Linked DNA regions of Canis lupus: region 2 is linked to region 1. Evidence: chromatin contacts called from public Hi-C data. All regions are on one chromosome and are shown on one strand. The core of a region is the stretch at or near the end of the contact, and the rest is flanking DNA. Distances in the headings are between cores, read along the strand shown. Region 1 holds the start of COQ7 (5-demethoxyubiquinone hydroxylase, mitochondrial). Region 2 overlaps LOC111096499 (a long non-coding RNA gene).

Evidence for each region. A called contact is a pair of places that touch in the nucleus more often than the background predicts.
Region 2: a contact with region 1 is called in a Hi-C map of skin fibroblasts, with 3 times the contacts expected there. The contact joins the enhancer-like site here to the promoter of COQ7 in region 1. A contact is called at or near these places in 5 of 9 Hi-C or Micro-C datasets (amygdala, blood and skin fibroblasts).

Annotation. Positions count from the first base shown.
Region 1 is chr6:26,149,571-26,154,312 of UU_Cfam_GSD_1.0, forward strand. COQ7 (5-demethoxyubiquinone hydroxylase, mitochondrial) reads left to right here and starts at 2,187. Exons shown (of 6, transcript XM_038540239.1): 1 at 2,187-2,345. The coding sequence starts at 2,273. The region is part of intron 16 of TMC7 (transmembrane channel-like protein 7); the gene reads left to right.
Region 2 is chr6:26,387,745-26,392,486 of UU_Cfam_GSD_1.0, forward strand. LOC111096499 (a long non-coding RNA gene) reads right to left here. Exons shown (of 6, transcript XR_005360367.1): 6 at 4,166-4,563. Among named protein-coding and RNA genes, the nearest start is that of SMG1, 53 kb to the right of the region's middle. Within about 2 kb of position 2,212, at least 8 of the 20 cell types and tissues checked have an H3K27ac peak or open chromatin away from gene starts, as enhancers often do. A contact at or near this core is called in blood, where this site is marked.

The DNA of each region.
Region 1 (4,742 bases), core at 937-3,436:
TATTCTTGAAATCACAAAATATTCTCATCCCAGTGAAGAGCAGAAGTCAATTAGGCAAGTTTTTAGTTTGCATTAACTCTTAAGTGGCAATATCTGATTGCAGCTACTCATGAGTAAATAATGATGGAAAAAGGTATGGGTTTTGCCAGAGTGGAGCTGCAAGGTCTAATCCCTGGGAAGATAGGACTTCTGAATGTGTCTTCTTTACATACGGTATGACTTTATTAGTAAATTCCATCTGGTGTATTTTCTCTCCAATGCATAGGGTGCTTGGGACCTGGCATGGCTTTGCTACTTAATTGTATAATTTTGTACAGGTGTCTTCACCTTTCTCGGATAAAATTTCCTTATCTTTAAATGGAAAATAAAACATATATTTACTTTTATTTTTGAGAATGGAGTTAGGGACTAATATGCTTTTTCTTTGTGAAATTTTGTTTTCTCATTATAAAAATACTTGTTGGTTTTTTTTTTTAATTAGAGAGATAGAGAGACCACATGAATGGTGGGGGTGGGGGGAGAAGCAGACTACCCACTTAAGGGAGTTAGACTGGGGCTCAATCCCAGGACCCTGAGATCATGACCTGAGCCGAAGGCAGCTGCTTAACTGACTGAGCCACCCAGGCACCCTATTCCCAAATTCTTTTTAAGATATCACAGAGGGAGGGAGGATGGGATGAAAAGAAAGAAAAAAATGTTGGTATTCTCATTTCTTTTTCACTTACTGTGTTTTTCAAAAGTTCTTTATAAGCATTTCAATTGGCTACATAATATAATATCCAGATGGGTCATAATTTTTAACATTCCTTTGCTGCTTAACATTTTGTTTTCAAATTTTCCTGACAATAACTGTGACTTCTATAAATTTTTATTAACTTTTTTTTCTTCTTAGGAGCAGAGACCTAGAAGTGAGATTACAACAAAGGTTTAGAAAGAACATTTGAAAAAAAAAAAAAAACATTTGAAGGCCTTTGAGAGGTTTATACTCTCAGTATAAAGTGAGAATGTTATATCATCCTCACTTTCACTAAGAATTTAGGTTTAAGAAACTATAATTCACCATAATTTAAAATTATTGTAGTTTGTTAAAATAAATAAACAAATAAATAAATAAAATTATTGTAGTTTGTTAGAGTAGTTTGAAAGCAACTAGCACCTCAATTATTTTATAGTATATATTAAATGTTTTATAGTAACTTGGAAAAAATATATAATCCAAGGGTGTAAAGCAGAAAGTGAAAGCCCCCTTCTCACAATCCCAACCTTTTAAAGTTACCAATATTAAATGCTTTGTTATATATCCTCCCAGGTATGCATCTTTGATTTTTTTTCCCTTCTCATATATCCTACATTTGAAAAATTATTCCTATTAGATAGATCCCTTAAAGTAAGTAGGGCTGTTGTATCATGGGATTTGTGTTATTTTTTAAATATCCAATAAAAATATTTTCATAGGACTTTTTCGTTAGTTTTAGAATCACAGCAAAATTGAGAGGAAGGTAGAGATGCCGGTACGCTCTTGGCCCCCACACATGCATGGCCACCCCCATTCTCCATATCCTCCACCAGAATGGCACATGTGTTAGAGGTGATGAGCCTACACGCACGCACTGGGTATTCACGTTAGGATCCGCGTCGCTGGATCTCCTCTCCATTACCCTGCATACCACCCCAAACCATCTGCACCGATACGGATGCATACCAAGAATAAAGCGAAAACAAACAAAAAATCAATGTTCTCTGTACGAACCCTAAAACTAGAGAAAACGACAAAATTTAAATCGGCTGTTAGCCCCACCACGGACACTACTGACCATGTGGTGAATTTAATTTCATTCCGCAATTTCTACTTTTTAAAATTTCTGCTATTTTAAAGTCGATGTAGGATACATAGAGGAAACTCTCCTTCCATGTTAGTAATGGAAAAAAAATACAGTGGCTGCGCCAATAAAGAATCCCTTCGTGATCCTTTTCCCCCAGAATTTACATCGGGGCAGGATCTTGGGAAGAGCCATGTAGCATCCTCATCTCCCTAGCAACCCAAGTCTCTTACACAATCGTCGTGGTCCTGAGTGATTGATGGTGGTCGCATCCAATACCGTCTTCTCACTTGCCCTTTCCAACCAATCAAATGGAAGTAGCGGCCTAGGGGGCGTTCCCACCGGTGCAACTGGGGGGCAGTGTCGCTCTGACGCCTGCTGTGCGTCATCAGTCTGCGCTCAACACACGTTTCGCCCGCTCCGCGCCGGGGAGCGGTTACCTTGTCGCAACAATGAGCTGCGCCGCGCGGGCGGCGGTCCGCTCCCTGTGGCGGCTGCGCGCGGGCACCCTGCGGCCTCTCACAGGTAAAAGAGGAGCGCGGACGCGGATGCGCGGGAAATCGGCGGGCCAGGGAATTCGTCGGTGTCCTGGGCCGAAGAGGTCACGGGGGCCGACGTTCGTCAACGTCATCCGGCTGCGACGGAGGCGTGAACCTGAGGGCGCTGATAGGCGGGGCGGGAGGGGCGTGGCGTTCCGCCGGGACGCTTGGGCGGCGCGTTGGGCGATGACGTCATTGTGTACCTGTGCTGGGCGGTCCTTGCGGTGGCGGTCGGCGTTCCGGGCGGAGGACAGGTGGCGACCTGGAAAGTGCAGAGTCCGCGTTGCGGTCGTGCGGCCGGCGGCGTGGGCTTGGTAGAAGCGTAGGTTCAAAGGTCGCACCCCTGACCTACGGGGTCCCCTTGTCTGCATTTTAACAAGACCCTCGAATGACTTGCTTGCTCTCTAAAGCTAGAGAAGCACCAGGGGGGTGGAGGAAGCTTAGAATTCGGATTAGGGAGATGGGTTAGGATCTCCGGTCCTTCTCCAACCTTTTTTTTTTTTTTTTCCATTAGAGCTGCCCCAGAAAATTGTTGTGAGGTCTTTTTCTCAAATTTAAATCATGTGTGTACCACCTAAAGATTTTTTTTTAAAGATTTTATTTATTTATTTTTTTGTAAATTTATTTTTTATTGGTGTTCAATTTGCCAACATACAGAATAACACCCAGTGCTCATCCCGTCAAGTGCCCCCCTCAGTGCCCGTCACCCAGTCACCCCCACCCCCCAAGGATTTTTTTTCTTTTTTTGCCTTTTAGCAATACCATTTGTACTTTTGATTACTAGATGTGCTTTTTCTACGACGGTGTTCCGTTTTCAAATTCAGTAATTTCATGGAAACGGAATCCTTATGGTAAAGACGGAAAACCAGTATTGCCTGCCCCTAACAGAGTAATCAAAAAAATAAATGCTCTGGAAACAAGTATTAGGAAGGTATTTGTAAACTGAGACATTCTGTTTGATGAAATCAAAAAGATTGCAAAGGAATTTAGAAGAAAGTAACTCTTACTACATGGGTGTATTTAATGCATGTTCGTAAATCACTTAATATCTTCCGATATACCGCTCAAAATCTAGGTACCATCATTGTTAGGTGTTTCACCCTTTGGGAAGGCACTAACATGATATAATGCATTTGAGAGCTTTTAGCACTGAGCCCCAACTTTATTTTTACTCAATTTTAAGATGTGTGACAATGCAGGCAAAACTCAGGATTGTTAAACGTGACTTTTAACGTTCTTTTGTTGAGCCAGTGAGCGTAACAGAATAAGAGTCCCTGTTTTTCATTTATAAAGTTACTTTGCTTCCTGTATCTCATTTTATCGTTATAACTCAGTAAGAAAGGTGTTACTATTGTATGTCTCCTTAGGAAGGAAATAACCTGATGATTATTGCCAATTTTATATATAAGAAATGGTGATTCTGATTTGCCCAAGGTTAGTGTTAAAGACAGAAAACATCTTTTCTTTTCTTTCTTTCCTTCCTACCCCTCTCTCCCTCTGTTCCTTCCCTTCTCCCTTCCTTGATTTTTCTTTTTCGGTAATCTCTACCCCCAACATGGGGTTTGAACCAACAACCCTGAGATCAAGAGTCACATGCTCTACCAACTGAACCAGCCAGGTGCACCAAACATCCCATAATTTTTAAAGATACCTTGTAGAGATTGTGAAAAGGTAGAAATGGCAAATATTTCAATACCCAATCTTCCACACACCCCACAAAACATCATCTATTAGGTGCCTGAATCTGGGAAAGTGGTGCAGTGCTAGGGAACTATTTAGTATGGTTTTTTTTTTTTTTTGAAGATTTTATTTATTTATGATAGACATAGAAAGAGAGAGAGGCAGAGACACAGGCAGAGGGAGAGGCAGGCTCCACGCCAGGAGCCCAACGTGGGACTCGATCTCGGGACTCCAGGATCGCGCCCTGGGCCAAAGGCAGGTGCTAAACCACTGAGCCACCCAGGGATCCCCCTGTTTAGTATGTTTTTAACAGAAATATAGTGCTGTCCATCAGAAGTCAGCTGTGTGTTTGAACTCATCCTGTGTACTCAGTCCCTTGCTATTTCTCATTAAATGTGTTTTTGTTTTTTTTTTTTTTAAATGAGTATTGGCTTGTCTTAAAGTTCCTTCCCATTAATATGTTTTTAGATAGGAGTAACAAATGAAAGAAAAGGCGAACAAGATTATCTTGAGGAATAGGGCCAGCTCATCATTTTCAGTTTTAATTCCTAGCAGTCATGTTTCTGCAAGGAGGTCAAATTAATGGGAGCACCAGTTCTTGGACTTAGAGGCAACAACTTGGGACAGCTACCTTGATTTCATCAAATGTGTCAAATTGTTCTCCATATAAAAACATGGGCATTAACCACAGTGACCTGCTGTC
Region 2 (4,742 bases), core at 962-3,461, 240 kb after region 1:
CTATAGCTTTGCAAGCCAAATCTGGCCCACCATCTATTTTTGTAAATAAAGTTTTATTGGAACACGGCCACATGCATTCATTTACATATTGCCTAAGGCTACTCTCTGCAGAGTTGAGTAGTTGTGACAGAGACTGTATGTCCTACAGAGCCACAAATATGTACAATCTGGTTCTTTACAGAAAACGTTGAGGGCACTTGGGTGGCTCAGTTGGTTAAGCGTCTGCCTTCAGCTGAGCACAGGATCCCAGGGTACTGGGGTTGAGCCCCACCTCGGGCTCCCTGCTCAGCAGAAAGCCAGCTTCTCCCCCTACTTGCTTATGCCTTCTCTCTTTCTCTGTCTCTGTGTCAAATAAACAAAATCTTTTAAAAAAGAGAAGGTTTGACAACCCATATTCTAAATATTTGTGTCACTGATTATATTTTAAGATAAACATATAGAATAAGAGTCGGGCTAAATTGCTTTCCAGAAAATTGGTCCTGAACAACTTTGCCACTAGCAGTTTATCTGAAGGGTCCATTTCCCATACCTTCCACCTTTGCCAGCACTGGCCTTTATGCAAAGAGATGCAAGGTATTCCACTGTTCTAGGCACCAGAGAGAGCAGTGACCAGAACGTGCAAGTCGGTGCCCTCATGGAGCTTGCAATATTCTAAAGGGGTGAGGACATATAAAAAAAAAAAACACCTGCCAAGTAAACCTATTATTTGTCAGACTGTAAATAAGGTGCTGCGCTGAAGACAAAAGTGGTAAAGAGAACAGTGACTCTGAGGAGGTTGACGTGGGGGGGCGGGGGGGGGGGGCTCAAGGGGAGATCAACCACTTGTCACTGATAAGATGATATTGAGGCAGGGAATCCCTGGGTGGCTCAGCGGTTTAGCGCCTGCCTTTGGCCCAGGGCGTGATCCTGGAGTCCTGGGATTGAGTCCCTGCGTGGAGTCTGCTTCTCCCTCTGCCTGTGCCTCTGCCTCTCTCTGTTTCATGAATAAATAGATAAATAAAATATATTAAAAAAAAAAAAAAAGATGATATTGAGGCAGAGTGGAAGGAAGGGTATCCCGGATAGAGAAGAAAAATATACTGAACGTGGTGTTTTCAGAATTTACAGAGGAAGCTTTTCTTTTTCCTCCCCTCTACTCCCCTTCCCTCTTTCCTTTCCTTTCCTTTTTTCTCTTTTCTTTTTTCTTTTCTTTCTTTCCTCTTTCCTTTCCTTTCTTTTCTTTCTTTTTTTTTTTCTTTTTGGAAGTATATATATATTTTTTGGAAGTATTTTTAACTCCACAGTAGCATTGTGCAGTGGCATAACTTCATGGAGCCCTGTAAGTCAGAAGTCATTTCTATTTCACTCTGAAGTCCCTCATTCTTGGGCAGCAGCAGCTGATTTGCTTCGAGATTAGGTTATGCTAAAGCTAAAACCGAAATTAGTTTTCATCTCCTAAGTAAACAGCAGCTGGCAGTACATTTGGGGGTGGAGAGCAGCCCGAATGAGCTGGGTAAAAGAAAAGAACCACCAGGGATTTTGTATTTTCTGGGGGAAGGACAGGCAGGGATCGGTGGCTGCAGGAGATACTGCACAAAACACGCTGGGGTGGGGTGTTTCCCTAAAGCACAAGAAACCCTGCTGTCATCTAAGCTACTTCCCCTTTTCTCATCCCTCTCATTCATTCAATCACCAAATCCTGTTACGTCCGCCTCAAGGAGAGCTCTTGATTTTGGAGCCTCATCTCGCTCCCCCTTATCGCTGCTGATCCGGGAGGGCTACTCGCCCCTTATAACTCCTCTCCAGCCTTCTTCCTTCCTGACCACATGGTCATCCAAAAGAAAGACTACATTTCCCGGCCTCCTTTGCCGCCGGCGTGGTCACGTGACCACGTCCCGACCTATCATATGTGACCAGATGATTGCGCGCAGTTTCCAGGTTGGGATCGTAAAGTGGCCGCTGTGGTGGAGAATTCGAAATAGGAAGGTCGAAGAGCACTGGGTTCTCAAACCTCTCGCGCACGATTCTAACCCCAGACTTCCAAAAAAAAAAAAAAAAAAGATAGAAATGAACATCTTATTCTAGCACCGTCCTCAATGGCCACTTTATCATTTACATAGCAATGTGCCCAGATGGGGGCCTGCAAAAACATGTAAATATACAAGGATATTTGCTGCTGCACTATTGTAATTAAAAAGAAATAGCAGGGGCACCGGTCTGGCTCTTGATCTCCATATCCTTAGTGCAAGCCCCAACTTGGGCAAAGAGCTTCCGTTAAAAAAAATAGCAGGGGCACCTGGGTGGCTCAGTGCTTGAGCATCTGCCTTTGGCTCAGGTCATGATCCCAGGGTCCTGGGATCGAGGCCTGCATCGGGCTCCCTGCATGGAGCCTGCTCCTTCCTCTGCCTATGTCTCTGCCTCTCTCTGTGTGTCTCTCATGAATAAATAAATAAAATATTTTAAAAAGGGGGAGGGGGGCTTGAGGAAGAAGCAAAGTGCCAAGCCGCACATAAAATTGTGATCCCAATTGGGGGAGGGGGAGATGGTGACATGCTTGTATATGCATATAGGAAAATGGAAAATTCTGGAATTTTATGAAATACCCAAGCGATCCCACCTAGGATGTGCGAAAGCACGTGGGGGGAAACTGACTTTTCCTACTCAGATAATTCAGAACTACTTGAGAGTGTAACCATAATCATAATTAATTTATTTTTTTTTCATAATTAATTTATAATGACCATGTTTAACGTGGGATGACCTAGACAGCCCTCCCTGCACCCCAAGTGGCACATGCTGAGATAGACTTTCCGGTTTGAGTGTGAATGAATTTGCACACCTACCTTGTGCAACTGAAATGGACCGTTCCTGCTTGTGATAGGGAACAGGAGGGCAATTGTCCGTCCTTCCGCACGTGGCCAGGAGAGGGCGCGCCAGAGTAGCCCAACCCGCCGAGGACCCGGGAGGCCCCCAGGGAACTATTCCTGAGCAAAAAAACCATTTGTTTTCAAAAGGCTGATAGGGGTCCCCACAGGGTGTTCACACTCGGTCTCCTCATAAGTAAACGACGTAATTGCAATTTAATTTCTTCCAAATTGCATGAACAATTAAAGAGAAATTACTCCCTTCGCTCTTTCTTTCTTTCTTTTTTTTTTTTTTGCAATAGGCTCCTGGTAATTTCAGCAATTTAATGAAGTCCTCTGTGGGGGAAACAATTGGATTCCAATGACTTTCTCCCTGGAGCTCGACCCCTGGGTAGGATCTGCCTTCTCCATCTATTTTTGATTTACTGTGAATCTCCCAACATCTTAATGCATCGTTTTGCCTTTGTTGTCAGTTAATAAATAACCTCCTTCCTGAGAATTAGGCATATAAATGTCTCTCTGTGGCCATCATGATTCATTTCTTCAAGTTCAAAAGGCAGAAAATAGAAAGCTTTTCTCTGGTTCCTCCCTTCCTCCCTTACAGTGCCTTCTACCATAATTGCTTCTCTGGTCATTCATTCTTTTGATCTCAGATCTACAAGTCTTTTAGCAATGCCTATTAGTATCAGGGAGGATGGAAATTAGTAACACCTGGCCCACCTTTCCTTCCTCCATTCTAGGCCCTGGGGAAAAAAAGGGGGGGAGGGGTAGACAAAAACAAAAAACAAAAACCCTGCCCTATGTCCCAGACACCAAAAGATAGGAACACCCAAATGTCCGCAAATGAATGGATAAATAAAATGTGGCTAATCCATACCATGGAATATTATTCACCCATAAAAAGAACTGAAGTACTGATCCATACAACAGAGTGGTTAATCTCAAAAACATGTTAAGAGGCCAGACACATGTGGGAGGACTTCGTTTGTATGAAGTGTTCAGAATAGCCAAACCCACGAGACAGAACATAGATGAGTGATTGCCAGGTGTGAGCTAGAGGGGATAATGGGAAGGATTGCTTCCCCGGTACCCGAGTCTCCTTTTGGTGATGAAAATGTCTTAGAACTAGAGAGGGATGATGCTTGGAAAACATGAATGGCCCTAATGCCGCTGAGTTGTACGCTTTACAGTGGTTCACTAATGTGAATTTCACATCAGTTAGAAAAAAGCCTTGCCCTCAAAAGACTTTGCATCCTATTGGGAGTCGCTGAAAATAAAGAATATGTCACATGAGTTGAAGTCATGTAGGAGAGACAGACAAGTCAAGAAGTCATTTTATTCTAGTATAGGCAGTGTCCTGGCAGACACATGCTAAGCGAAGGAAGACATTCCAGATAACAATACTGTGCTGCAGAAGTTTCCAGCAGGCTCAGCTGGCATCCTAGTGTTGAGCCCCAGACCTAGCTAATGGCTACATGGCCTTGGGCAAGTCATGTATCTATGTATCTTTATTCATTTATTTTCATGAAATACATCGAATCTGCAGGGATGCTGGATGCTTCTGAGTCATTCTGTTCTATCTGCAGGTGTCCGTCTTCTCTATCCATTTTCAAAGTCTTACATGCTATTTTAACCAGTCACAATTGGACAACTGTGTTGAGTGATGTTCCTCTGGGGACTCGGAGTGCACTCGGGTTTCTAAGTAGTAGGGCCTTCTTACCTGCAGGATATAAAGAGAGAAAATAGGAGGGAGATTTACTTGAGATTCTCACCTTCCTGATTTCTGCTGCTTTATGGGAGTCGGGGGCATTGGTTTGAGTGACCTGACCAGGAATCTCGAGCCACAGAGTAGACACTCAGAAGCCAATAAATAATCTTGGTCAGGATCCTCTGGAATGC